2 separate regions of the Ovis aries genome follow, and region 1 is linked to region 2. A link is a contact called in public Hi-C data. All regions are on one chromosome and are shown on one strand. The core of a region is the stretch at or near the end of the contact, and the rest is flanking DNA. Distances in the headings are between cores, read along the strand shown. Region 1 overlaps BLK (BLK proto-oncogene, Src family tyrosine kinase). Region 2 has its middle 35 kb from the start of FAM167A.

What was found. A called contact is a pair of places that touch in the nucleus more often than the background predicts.
Region 1: a contact with region 2 is called in a Hi-C map of hypothalamus, with 5 times the contacts expected there. The contact joins two enhancer-like sites. A contact is called at or near these places in 11 of 16 Hi-C or Micro-C datasets (blood, hypothalamus, liver and 4 more).

The regions. Positions count from the first base shown.
Region 1 is chr2:105,340,853-105,347,096 of ARS-UI_Ramb_v3.0, reverse strand. It overlaps BLK (BLK proto-oncogene, Src family tyrosine kinase), which reads right to left. Exons shown (of 12, transcript XM_042243550.2): 5 at 6,181-6,244; 6 at 2,048-2,194; 7 at 1,417-1,569; 8 at 7-186. Among named protein-coding and RNA genes, the nearest start is that of BLK, 44 kb to the right of the region's middle. Within about 2 kb of position 3,441, at least 7 of the 54 cell types and tissues checked have an H3K27ac peak or open chromatin away from gene starts, as enhancers often do. A contact at or near this core is called in hypothalamus, where this site is marked.
Region 2 is chr2:105,239,260-105,245,652 of ARS-UI_Ramb_v3.0, reverse strand. No RefSeq gene overlaps it. Among named protein-coding and RNA genes, the nearest start is that of FAM167A, 35 kb to the left of the region's middle. Within about 2 kb of position 2,247, at least 9 of the 54 cell types and tissues checked have an H3K27ac peak or open chromatin away from gene starts, as enhancers often do. A contact at or near this core is called in hypothalamus, where this site is marked.

The DNA.
Region 1 (6,244 bases), core at 2,192-4,691, 100 kb before region 2:
CCCCACCTCTGGCCATGTATTCCGTCACGATGTAGATGGGTTCCTTGGTGACCACCGCGTAGAGACGGACCAGCCTCTCATGCTGGAGAGTTTTCATCAGGTTGGCCTCGCCCAAGAAGGCCTCCGGAGACATGGTTCCCTCCTTCAAGGTCTTGATGGCCACCTTGATGTTGTTTTTATAATAACCTGAGGCCCGGGGACAGAAGATGAAGAGGATGTTCAGAAGACTTGGAGGTGGGGGGAGGTGATCCCTTATCCAAAATCTACGTAAGCTTCCAGGAGCCATCCCTGTTCTATATAGATGGGGCACTGTGGCCAGAGCCCTGCCCCCTGGAAGTGGTCCTGGGCTGGAATTACAGCTCCTGATGGTGACGGATGCGCTCGCTTACCTAGAAGGATTAAGCCTGTCCCGGCCTCCTCTGCTAGACAGGAACCCCGGGCAGTTAAGGAAATTACCCAGCCTGGGAGGGGGGCTGTTTCACCTCCCGATCCCTACAGCCAGGTCCGGGGTGTGTCCCTTTTGTCCTCCTATCCCTGCCTAATGAATCTCTTCAACCACTTAATAGCGTCAGTATGGCAGTAAGCATCACAGCAGGATCATAGAGGAGGCCTCCGTGCCCCTCTCTGCGCCCTGCGACGTTCACCTCTAGATCCTTATGGCTCCTGCACACACCCCCACCCCCTGCCCAGCCCATTAGGTCCCCGTCTGCACTGACGTGAAAAGATAAGTCAGGACTCAGACTTGCAAGGAGCCAGGGGGAGCTCCTGCCAGGGGTGCCCCAGGCATCAGTCCTGGATGCCGGAGGAATCAGGGAGGCAGCAGGGTCCCACCTTGAAATCATGCCCCAGAGACACGGACCTTTCCAGGGATAAAATAAAGCATCTTTTATATTCCGATTGCACATTGTTAAGCAGAGGATCGGCCATTCACTGTAATTGAAGGGGAGGCCACAGGGGCCAGGAAGTTAAGGGACGGGCTAGTCTCAGAGCTGCAGGTGGTGACTTTGTTATCAGGGTCCTGGAGCCCCTAGTTCACCTCTCACCCTGGTTAACATAGTGTTTCCACCCAGTGAGACAAGCCAAGAGGAGCTAGCCAGGCTCCTCTTCCAGGTCACACAGGAGTCAATGGCAAAGGCAGCTCTGGGCAGTGAAGAAGGAAGGCGGGCACGGGCTGGGGTGGGGGCAGGGGGAGAGCTGGATTCTGCTCCTGCTTCATCACCATATCAGAACAGCTGAGGGCAGGTGACTTCAGCGTTCTGTACTTCCATTACCTCGTCTGTAAAATGGGTATAGGCCCCAGTCCCTTCCCCTTCGCAAGCCTCTATGGGAAGTATGATGCCCTGTGCAGGTCCCGAGCCTCCTGCGTTCTAGGATGTAGGGCAGTGGGTGAGCGACTCCCGAGTACCACATACTCACCCATCCAGACTTCACCAAACTGCCCGGACCCAAGCTTCCTGACCAGCTTGAGAGACTGCCGGGGGATTTCCCATTCATCCTGGGCCCAGGGGTTCTGGGGGGCCAGGCTCACACAGGGGTGGGTGAGCCTTTGGCACAACCCGTCCCCTTTCTCTGCATTAGGAAAGAAGAGATGAGCTGGAGGTCACAAGCATAGACAGATCTGTGGATACCATACAGAACACGAGAGCTGTATCATTCCCGGCTGTGTCCCCGCTCCTTCTCGACAGCCCCCCATCCACCCCAAGTTCAATGTGCACAAGTGCACACACACACACACACACACACACACACTCAGCTCTCTGCATTTGTTTTATGTAAAATAAGCACGCTGTCATTGTCCTGCTGTCTCTAAGACTGAAAATACTTGCTATTCTCCATGTGGTCACAGCCAACATAGAGGGTCAGGGACACAGACAGGGAATCATTATGTTGACAGTTATCAACACCTTAGGTCCAGCCTTGGGATAATCCTCCACCCCTCTGCCCAAACAGCAGCAATGGTTCATGCGATCTTGAGAACTCAGTGATGGGGAGACACGAGGGCTCCTCTGGCACAGCCCAGGCCTCTGTCAGATGCCCCCCCTCTTACTGGAATAGTGCTGCACCAGAGCCTGCAGCGTGGGGAAGGCGTTCCGGGGGGAGATGTAATAGCCGCCTTCATCCAGGGAGCGGATCTTATAGTGTTTGATCACCTCCCCGTGCGTGGTCACATCCTTCACAGACAGCGAAAAGGCACCTAGAGGGTTAACAAAGACATACGCGTGAGAAGACACAAAGGGAAAACCAGGATTGGGATTTGGGGCTTCATTTCAAGGCCTTGGAAAAGTGCTGTTAGTTGCTCAGTTGTGCCAACTCTTTTGAGACCCCCATGGATTGTAGCCCTCCAGGCTCCTCTGTCCAGGAAATTTTTCAGGCAAGAATACTGGAGTAGGTAGCCGTTCCCTTCTCCGGGGGATCTTCCTGACCCAGAGATCAAACCCAAGTCTCCCACATTGCAGGCAAGTTCCCCCAGTTCTGCTTTCCATTTTGACCATCATCAGTTACCTTTTTCTTCATCTCACCCTCCACCCTCCTGGAAGCCTTTCCTGTCAGCTCATCCTAACTCTGTCCTTGGCATTCCTCCTCAAATCTCCTGAAACTGCTCCGGAACTCTGGAGCATGCAGAATGCTCTCTTAGCCATCAGGCTGTTCCCCTTCTTGGGCACCTGAGGACCCTTTGCCCCGGAATATTTAGATACAGAGTTTTTGGAGGGACTAGGAGATTGACTCATTCCTTCCTTCATTCCGTGGAAAGATCGACTCTGCCCCACATGCAATAGCAAATTACAACCCGAAGCACTCCTGTCCATGGGGAAGAGCATAATAAGACACAACCCAGGGCTTCTGTTCAAATCCATACGCACGTCTACGTATCCTGTTTTCTTCAGTCGGCGGTTGCAGATGCCAAGGGTTAAGAGCAATTTAGGAGGCAAGAGTTTCCAGCTGAGAAATTTTCCATGAACTTGATATCTTTATAAGGCGCCTCTGTTCAGTTCTCTGGGTGCCACATACTTCCACTTTGATTTGCTAAACGAGAAACCTGAGGCCCAGAACGGGGATTCGCTTGCCCCAGGGCCCTTGGCTGATCAGTGGTTAGCCTGGGGGCTCCCGTGACCGTACTAAAGGCGCGCCGGCAGTACTAGCCTCCGCCACCAGGTGTCAGGCTTGGGCACGTCTTGTCCTGGGCGTGGGCGCTTGATTTTTGCCCTGCGCTGTTTGTCTTCAGGCGTCTTTCCTCCCGTATCAGACTATCACCCCATCTCAAATCCCTTCTCCCCTTCCTTGGCCATTGCGCCTCTCTCATCGCCCACCTGCAAAAGGATGTGGAGAGACCGCGCGTCCTGTGGCGTGCCCTGCCGCTGACACAGCCCGCCCCTCGTATCCTACCCCAGCCCAACCTGCAGGCTGCAAAGCGTCTTCCCGACTTCACCCCTGGTGAGTGCAGCAAGCTCGGGTATCGCAGGAACCAGAGGGAGGCGCTAGTGAGTACGTTCATCCACGCACCACCCTGGCGAGGAAAAGAGCGATCTTCTCCATTCCCGGCTGCTGTTCCCGGCTTGTGATGCCTCCAGATCAGCCAAGGAGGCCCGAGTCTCTTCCTCCAGTGCCGCGGCAGCCTCTCTGCTGTGTGGGCTCCTCTCAGGGCCCGTCCCTAATGTCTTTTTTACAATTTGGCATTCCTTCTTCTTAAAGCGGGCCTCAGTCCATCCTGTTCACAAGATCTGGATCCCCTGTCCTGCCTCCACCCTGCGGCTGGAATGCGCTGGGACCCGGGGCTGGGCTCCCAGAGACAGATTTTCGTAAAGGCCACCTGTCCTTGAAGTGGGAAACTAGTCAGTTCCAACATACATACCAATAAAGTTAGTCTCGAGAAGCTAAGGGATGTTCTGGAGACCTCTTAGGTTAGAACTCACTGCCCGCCTTCCGGGAGCAGTGTTCCTTCTTCCCACCTGAAGAGGCTTTGGATTTCCGCGGAGCGTGTGCGCATGTGTATAGAGGGGTCTTGCGAGGGGTCTTGCGAAGGGTCTTCTAGCCCCTGCTCCAACTGGCCAACCCCAGCCTGGACTAGCTGTGGGGTGGGGGGCAAGGACAGGAGGAGACACCCCACCTTTAGCGATCCTTTCCTCCTTCACACTGAGGTTGGGGTGGCTTTCCCTCCAGAGGGCCCCTTAGCAACAGGCAGCCATTGAAACATCATTTCCTGGTGAAATGACGTGATGTCTGGCATTTGCTTCAAAGTAATGGGGCTGGGGATGTACGTGAAATCAGATTAGCTGGGTTGATTATTGTTGAAGCCGAGTGTTGAGTACAGGGGTTCCATTTACTATTTGCTTTACTTGTGTGTGTGTTTGAAATATTCTACAGCAAACAAAACATCTAGTCCTCTTCACCCTGTTTGGGAAGTTCTCCTCCATCTGCCCAGTGTTAGGTCTGTTTGGCACAGTTTAGAGCTCGTGAAAATTTTCAGAGCCTCTCAGATGATTGGGCTCTGATGCTTGTTCACTGTTGGTCTAGAGTGAGTCACTTCTTCCCTCAGTTTCCCCATCTTTCAAATGGGGATATTGGCCCAGTATCTCAAAGATGGAAGGCTAGAGGCAAACCCACTAGGAAGCATATCCCTCAAGGTTCACAGCAGCACCTTTATAACAGCCCCAAACTGGAAACAACCCCAATTCCACCAGTGTGGAGAAAGAGCTTGTGGAATATTCATATCCTGGATTCTGTTTAGCTGTCAAAGTGAGCAGATTATTGCTGTTGCCTCAACTACACAAATGCATCTGTGATGGACGGAATTGTGTCCCCCATCCCTGTTAATTCCTATGTTCAAGTCCTATACCTCAGTGATGTGACTATCTTTGGAAATAGGGCCTTTAAAGAGGAGGTTACATTATTGAGGTGGGTCCTGATCCACGCAACTGGCGTGCTTATGAGAGGGGATGAGGACGCAGACATATGCCGAGGGATGACCACATGAGGATACAGGGAGAAGACGGCCACCTACAAGCCAGGGAGAGAGGCCTCAGGGGGAACCAACCCTGCTGACAGCTCGACCTTAGATTCCTGGCCTCTGGACCTGTGGGAAAGCACAGGTCTGCTGTTTAAGCCTCTCAGTTCCCAGTACTTTACTACAGAAGGCCTAGCAAACAAATACAGAATTTTACAATGTTGAGTGAAAGGAATAAGACACAAAAACTAAAATGGCTTGATCTCATTTGTATAATAAAGGTGAAAAACAGATGAAACACGGGTGGTAAAACTATAACGAAAGGCAAGGAAGGGCTTCCATCAAAGTCAGGATAGCGGTGGCTTCTCTGCGGGTGGGAAGGTGAATCAGGAAGGGGAACCAGTGGGGCAGTGAGAGGGGCTCTGGGCATCTGGAATATTCTTGCTCTTGTGGTTACACAGATGTTTACTTATTATTTATAATTATTATACTCATTTATATTTATAATACTATAATACTTTAATACTATATTTATATTTATAATTATTATACTTATTATTTATAATTCTGCTCTTGTTCATAATTTATGCAATTTTTAGATGTGTTTTATACTTGATAGCCAAAAGCACTTTAAGAAGGAAAGACAGAAAACTAACGACAGAAAGAGAAAGCCCGGTGACCGAGAGTGGGGGCAGAAACACTCCCCTTGGTCATTGGGTTTAAATCTGGGAGTCCCCCCAGTTCTCATGATCACTACCCGCTTCTTTTGTATCACAGGCTGTGCCCCAAACTTCCGATGCCTCCCAGGCTCTTGCAAGTGTCTGAGTCACAGCCTCTGACTGAGATGATCTCTAAAGATTCTTTCAAATCCTTTGATTCCGGATGGGTCACCCGCCTTTCCGCACCCCCCCCAGCCTCAGCGCTCCCCCTGGCCCAGGCGGTGTGAGACCGGCCCTCAGTGGCTGGAGCAGCTCTCTGACTCCCTCCCCGATCCCCCACCTGTGTTGCCTGCATTTCTAGCCGGGTCTTGGGAGAGCTGTCCGTGTGCACAGCCTCAAGGTCAAATACTGGATACTCATGGGCTGTCCTGGCTGGCCTGATGTGGCGGGGACTCCCAGGTGGAAGCTATCAGATTCTCCTGGCTGGCACCTCTCCTGCCCCCCACCCAACTCCCAAAAGGAAGGCCATAGGTGGGGGTCCCCGGCTGCATGGCGAGGGCAGCAGGGCCCCAGGGTTACCTTTGCTGGTTTCACTCTCTCTAATAAGAAAGGCGCCAGCCTTATTGACTGGAGCCAGAAGCTG
Region 2 (6,393 bases), core at 998-3,497:
AGGTACGTTGCCTCGCATTACTGTCCCATGTGGAGAATTTGTGTCAAACTCATTCAACATCTCAAGCAGTGGTCCTCAAAATGAAGGCCGCATAAAGCACCACCTGGAGCAGCCGATGCAAATGCGTATTCCCAGGAAATTCCTGGGCTCTGCTCAAGGGTCCTGGTGTGCAGCTCTGACTTAGGGCCTAGGAATCTGTTCTAACAAACACCCCCGTGAGACCAGCATAGGTGGTCCACAGACACTTAAGCCTGCAAAGGAACAAAGCAGACAGGGAAGGCATGCTTGATTTACTTTGGGACCTGCTGCGGGACACCCTTTAGATACTTCGGAGGTGAAACCAGCAGGGCCCACCGGTGGCTGGAGACTAAGGCTGGCTCCCTGGTCAGCAGCTGGATGGGGGTTGCTGTTTACTGAGATGAGAAAATTTGAGGGGCGCACAAGTCAGGAGACGGGCAACATTAACAGTTCCATCTCAGTTCTGTTATATTTAAATGTCTATCAAACGTCCAAGCAGGAAGTGAGTAGGTGCCAGGCTGCAAGAACTTGGACTGCAGGAAAAGACCAATGTTGGATGCATAAATTGGGGAACCTGGATTTGGGTGTTTGGGTGATATTGAAAAGCACCATACCCAGATAAACTCGTTTAGGAAGAAAGTGTTGACTAAATTACAACACCCTAGGGACTCCAGCATCTAGGGTTCTGATAGAGAAGGAACAGTCCAAGGAGACTTAGAAAGACCAGCTGGTAAAGTACAGGGGAAAACAGATGAAAGAGGCAAATGTGTCAAGGAGAGTGTCGTCAATATCGACTGCTGTGGAGAAATTAAAGAAAAGGTACACACAGAGAGAAACAGTGTTTTCAAGCAAGACAGAGCCCATTTGTCCTTTATTACAGCAACAATAGCCCTTTCAGATCAGGGGTAACACAGAAGTCCAGTTGTGTGGGTTGAGGACAAAATGGAAAGTGAAGAAATGGATTGTTTCAAGTTGGTTTGCTGTAAAGGGAGCTGAGAAATAGGAGCGTCATGACTTCAAAGTCATGAAGTCAGGGAAACAATTTTTGGTTTCCTTGAAACAGTGTATAACAAAATAAATGCATAATAACAAAATAAATGCATGATAGAGTATTAATTGTACAGTAACTGTATCACAATAAAATGTATAATAAAGGTGCTGGCATAATATATAATAGAATAAAGGTGCTGACAATCTGTTAGGAAAGAAGAAATGGATGGTGCAAGAGAGAGAAGAAAGTAATTGTAACAGTGAAGTTCTTAAGGAGGAGAGGAGGGGAATGTCAGCGTGTAAGTGGGGGAGCCGGGCTGGAAGGGAAGCAAAGACCCTCCTTTCACTGTCGTGAGAGGAAAGATTGAAGATGAGTGGCTTAAGGAATCTCTGGTCGGAAGAGGAGGAGAGGCCTATTGGATCCTTCCTATTGTCCTTGTAAAACAGGAGAGTGAGTTGGAGTTGGTGGAATGTTGAAAGTCTGGGAAGAAAGTTTTGAAATAATTATCTCATCAGGTGGGCCTGTTCATTTACTAGGAAGAGTAGTGGAACCATCCGGCAGTGTTGGCTCCCCATTTGAAACTTGTGGCCTTTCAGGGTGATGCAGATCCTGTGAATGAGGTTGTGTGTGTGTGTGTGTGTGTGTGTGTGTGTGTGTGTGTGTGTGTTCCCTCCAGCAATGGTTAGATGCTGCAGCGTACACAAAGAGCAGGCACAGTGGCGAGGGGGTGTGCCAGGCAGGTACACGGGAGGATGGGGAAGCACAAGTTAAAGTGTTTTGCAAAAGAGCAACCAGTGTTGAATCAAGGAGTCCCAACTGAGTAAGGAGGGAAGAGGGAACACGGAGATGCAGCAGTGGAGTGCTGGGACCACAGCTGGAGGTCCAGGCGCCATCTGGGACTCTGCGTGACAGGGCTGGTGGAGAAAGCCTGGACAGGTAGTGATCAGAGTGTGGGGACAGTGCAGGTTCGTCTTCCAGAGGCCCAGCCTGACGCTATGTTAGCTGCCTGGTGGCTCTGGCTAAGTGCGTGCTACATGCATAGGCGATGTTGGTCAAGACCGAGAGCCCCGTGCAGACCTCACCCGGCTTATTTAGAAAGGGGCCTTTGTGCTCAGTCGACAGCGTTCCCCTTGGCTTCTCTGCAATAGCAGAGCATCGCTCACTGTAACTCCCTGTCAAAGTCCCGAGTCTGAGACTGTGATGGCTGGGGAAGAGGGGCTGGGGGAGCGCACAGTGGCGGCCCCAGCAGGACACACAGGCCAAGTACAACCAGGGACCTATCTGATGGGAATCTGATTGGAACCACTCAGACACATGGAAGGTTTCAGACGAGGCTATTTTTAAATACCCCGTTCACAGGCTCAAAGCAAACACTGGTTGAGACAGCTAGGCGGTCTCCGAGGGAAGTTGATTCAGGAAGAGAAACCTCAAACACTGGAGTGCTCTGGACAGTAGTCACCCACACTCATGGCAAAGAGATAAGTCCTTTGGGGATGTTTCCCAACCGGCAGGGACAGGCGCCTATAGTGGATGGAAATTCCCTGGGAAGTGATCCGGCAAGGCATGGTCCAGCTCTGCAGGACTGGAGTGTGTTTATTTCCTAGACCATCTTATCAGACAGGGAGCCCCTCAGTCATGCTTCTTCCAGCCCCTTCCTCCCAACATGGGGACAACTGAAGCCTGAAAAAGGACCCAAGGGACTCTGCCTCCCTCAAGGAAACTCCCTCCCGAGGGGGACCCAGGCACCCACCCACTGCCCTCGAGCCTCACCTGGTCAGGGTGCCCCATCTGGTGGAATAAGACTGAGGCAGAACAAGGGCTCTTCCTCTCCTATCCTGTTGCACCAGTCAGGGTGGGTGGGAAGTGGAATTGTCCCAGCATCCCAAGCTGGGGAGGACTTGACCCAGGGCGTCCGGGCTTACAGAACCTTTGGAAGAGTCAGGCTGTTTTAAGACGTGATTCCCAGAGCTGCTCTGCATTCCAGCAGGCAAACTTTTGGGCTCCGGCAATACTGGAGTGGGTGATTCTCAAGAGGTCTTCTGTCTGCCTCTCTGCCTGCTGACACCACTGGGTTTTTACTCACACAAACCACCCCCCCCCCCACCAACAGAAGATGTGTGAGTTTCCCACCCCTATCAATTCTTCAGATACCAACTGGGTGTTCTACATCTTAATTTCGACACTGTCCACACACAAAATGTTGTTCCCTATATCCCCCACTCCCAACCATTGTAGCCTCAGCTCAGCTGTCTACACCTCTCTCTAAGGAAAGACTGAATGTACCATCCTAAAGACGTGACATGGTGCCCAGGAAGTGAAAAGGGATGCTCTGAAAGCAGGTTTCTGTTAAATGTTTTCAGCCGCTTCTGTTTCTAGCAGAGGAGACACAGAGTCTTCCTGAGTGGTCCCTTTCAGAAAAGTGTATCTGAGGGACTCACTGACCATCCCCCTGGGGGAGGAGAGCCAGGAGTCTCTGTGCTGTTGGCTGCCTGGGAGGGGTGGGCAAACTGCACCCACACAAGAAACCTCCTGAAGAAAATGACCTTGACGCCTCTACAGCTTCAAAAGGACCTCTAAGGCTGAATGCCTGGCTCCTTCATAGGAACACAGATGTGCAGTGAGGCATGCACCCCAGGGGCTGGGACCCAGGAGGAAGTGACCGCACGGCTTCAAGGGACAAAGCAGGGAGCAAGAAGCAGCCTTGGGGAGTGATGAGTCTTAGGGAAGAAGGGACAGGAGAGAGACTTGCCCTGGTGGAATGGGGCTAGAAGTCAGTCATATACCGTCAGAAGAGCATGGCTTTATATCAACCCCAAGCTGCAGGTGGGGCACACCATATGCTGTCAGAGTCAGGTGGCATTAGCAATCCGAGCACGAGTTTTTTCTTCTCCTGTCCTGCGAACAAAGAAGCAGGTCCAAGAGCCGGAGTGGCTGACCCCTGCCACCGTCTGGGTGATGCAGAACTGGGAATGGACCAAGGCCTCCTAACTCATCTTGGCTCTTCCCAGCACCCTCTCTTCCCCGAAGAACCTTGCCTCTGGACTCACACAGAGAAGGAGGTCTGAGAAAACAAATCTGGGAAGTTCTTCCCCTGGTACTGTAAATAATTTTTTTTTTTCAGATTTTTAATATGGAGTTTGGTGGTTCAGATGGTGAAGAATCCACCTGCAATGTGGGAGACCCAGGTTTGATCCCTGGGTTGGAAAGATCCCCTGGAGAAGGGAATGGCAACCCACTCCAGTATTCTTGCCTGGACAATCCCATGGACAGAGGAGCCTGGTGGGCTACAGTCCATGGAATCGCAAAGAATCAAACAGGACTGAGCGACTAACACTTATTGAGTTAAGGAAATCCTAAAATGCCCCCTGCTGGAGAGACAGAGGAATCTACTAATACGTGGTTTGTTGTCCAAAGACTGTAGCATCAAGAATTTACACCTTGATATTTCCATTTATGATCGTCATCACTGTACATATTTGGTGGAAAATTCAAAGTTCAAATGCTATTTCCATCACTCAAAAATGGAAATCTCTAGTTGGAATACACTGTCACAATTAAATTAAATTCTACCAATACTTTTTAGTATTTGTGCCAGGCAATATGCCAATTCTAGGAAAGCAAGGTGACTGGAAGCTGAAGGTTTATATGGCTCCCTGGTTTTATCCATGCCATCTCAACAGAGATTCATGTTTTGTGTCAATTTTAGAAATCTGTATGACCTTGGGATAAGCAAAGATCTTTTAATATAAAAACGCCAAAAAAAAAAAAAAAACCAAACCAAAAAATTTTAACAAATTGGACTTTATCAAAATGTAAAACTTCTGATCTTTGAGAAGAGATTGCTTATGGAAAAATGAACCACAAACTGGGAGAAAGTATTCTCAATATATATGTCTGACAAAGAACTCGTAGCCAGAAAATTTTAAAAAAGCTTCTTAGAACTCAGTAATAAAAAGACAACTTAATTTTTTGATGTGCAAAAAAATTCAAACACACCCTTCACAGGAAAACAAGTGGCCAGCAAGCACGTGAAAAGATGCTCAACACCGCCTGTCATCAGGGAAATGAAAACTAAACCCACAACGGTGCACCACCTCCCAGGCTTCCCAGGGGGCGCTAGTGGTAAAGAACTTGCCTGCCGATGCAAGAGACCTAAGAGATGCGGGCTCAGTCCCGGGCTTGGGAAGATCCCCTGGAGGAGGGCATGGCAACCCACTCCAGTATTCCTGCCTGGAGAATCCCCGTGGACGGAGGAGCCTGGCAGGCTACAGCCCATGGGGTCGCAAAGAGTCGGACACGACTGAAACGACGTAGCACGCATGCGTACCGCTTCACGCCCGTGAGAAACACTAAAAAAGACTAGTAACACCAACTGTTGATGATGTGGAGCAAACTCATATGTTGCCCCCAGGAGGTTCAGCTGGTTATTTCTCTGAATCGAGTGCCGGCCGTGCCTACACACGGTTACAATCTTTGCAGAGAGCCTTTCGTATCCACACGGGACTGTGTGGTCTGTGACCAGACGTCTTCACAGTACTCCCATTCACTCTTGGCTTAGTTATTATTGTTGCCTTCATCACTACAGAAAAGGAGACTGAGGCTCAGAAATCAGTGATTTATTTTTTTTAGGACCACGTAGAAGATGATAGACCTGGGATTCAAGTTCAAGTGCCAAGGAACTTTGTTTTCTGAGTTCAGTCGCCTCTTGTGCCCCAGAAAATGTAACTCAGTTACTATGTTAATTAATTGAAATCACAGTGAGTAATAGCATATCAATAACAGTAACAGATCCAAGAAGCAGAACTAGGCTGTGACATTCATGTTCTTGCTCAGAGCAGTCCACACGTGTTTTTCGAGGATAGAATGACTGTAACACCGACTGTTGTGTTTAACAATGCTTTATTTATGAGTATTTCAACAAATACTCTGTGGTAGGGAGGCATTGTTAGGAACGCGGCATTCAGAAAGGATTAAGACACAGTCCTGGCCTTCCAGGAACTTAAAAGCCAGTGTTAAACCCTGTTCAGCTCAGGACTGTTTTCTCCTGTGTGTGGTCCTCACACCACCTGTTGCTTCCTACCGAAATCCCATCAGCTCCTAGTGACTCACCGGATGGGCACAAGCTAGGGCACCATGTCTGGACTGTCTTGTTTTCCAAGAAGTATAATGGCATTTTCCAAAGGGCGCTGATGCTCAGAGTAGGAAAGAGCAATTTAAATCAGAGCTGGCTTGCAGGATCCAGAACACACAGCACCGTTTTTAATAGGGCTGTCAGCCTCCAGCCTGACAGCCCTAGCCTGCTTGAGAACTGGTAATGTTAGAGTTTTGACATGCTCTTTAACATAATTATAAAATCTGATAAGTCAAGCAAACACAGGTCTTTT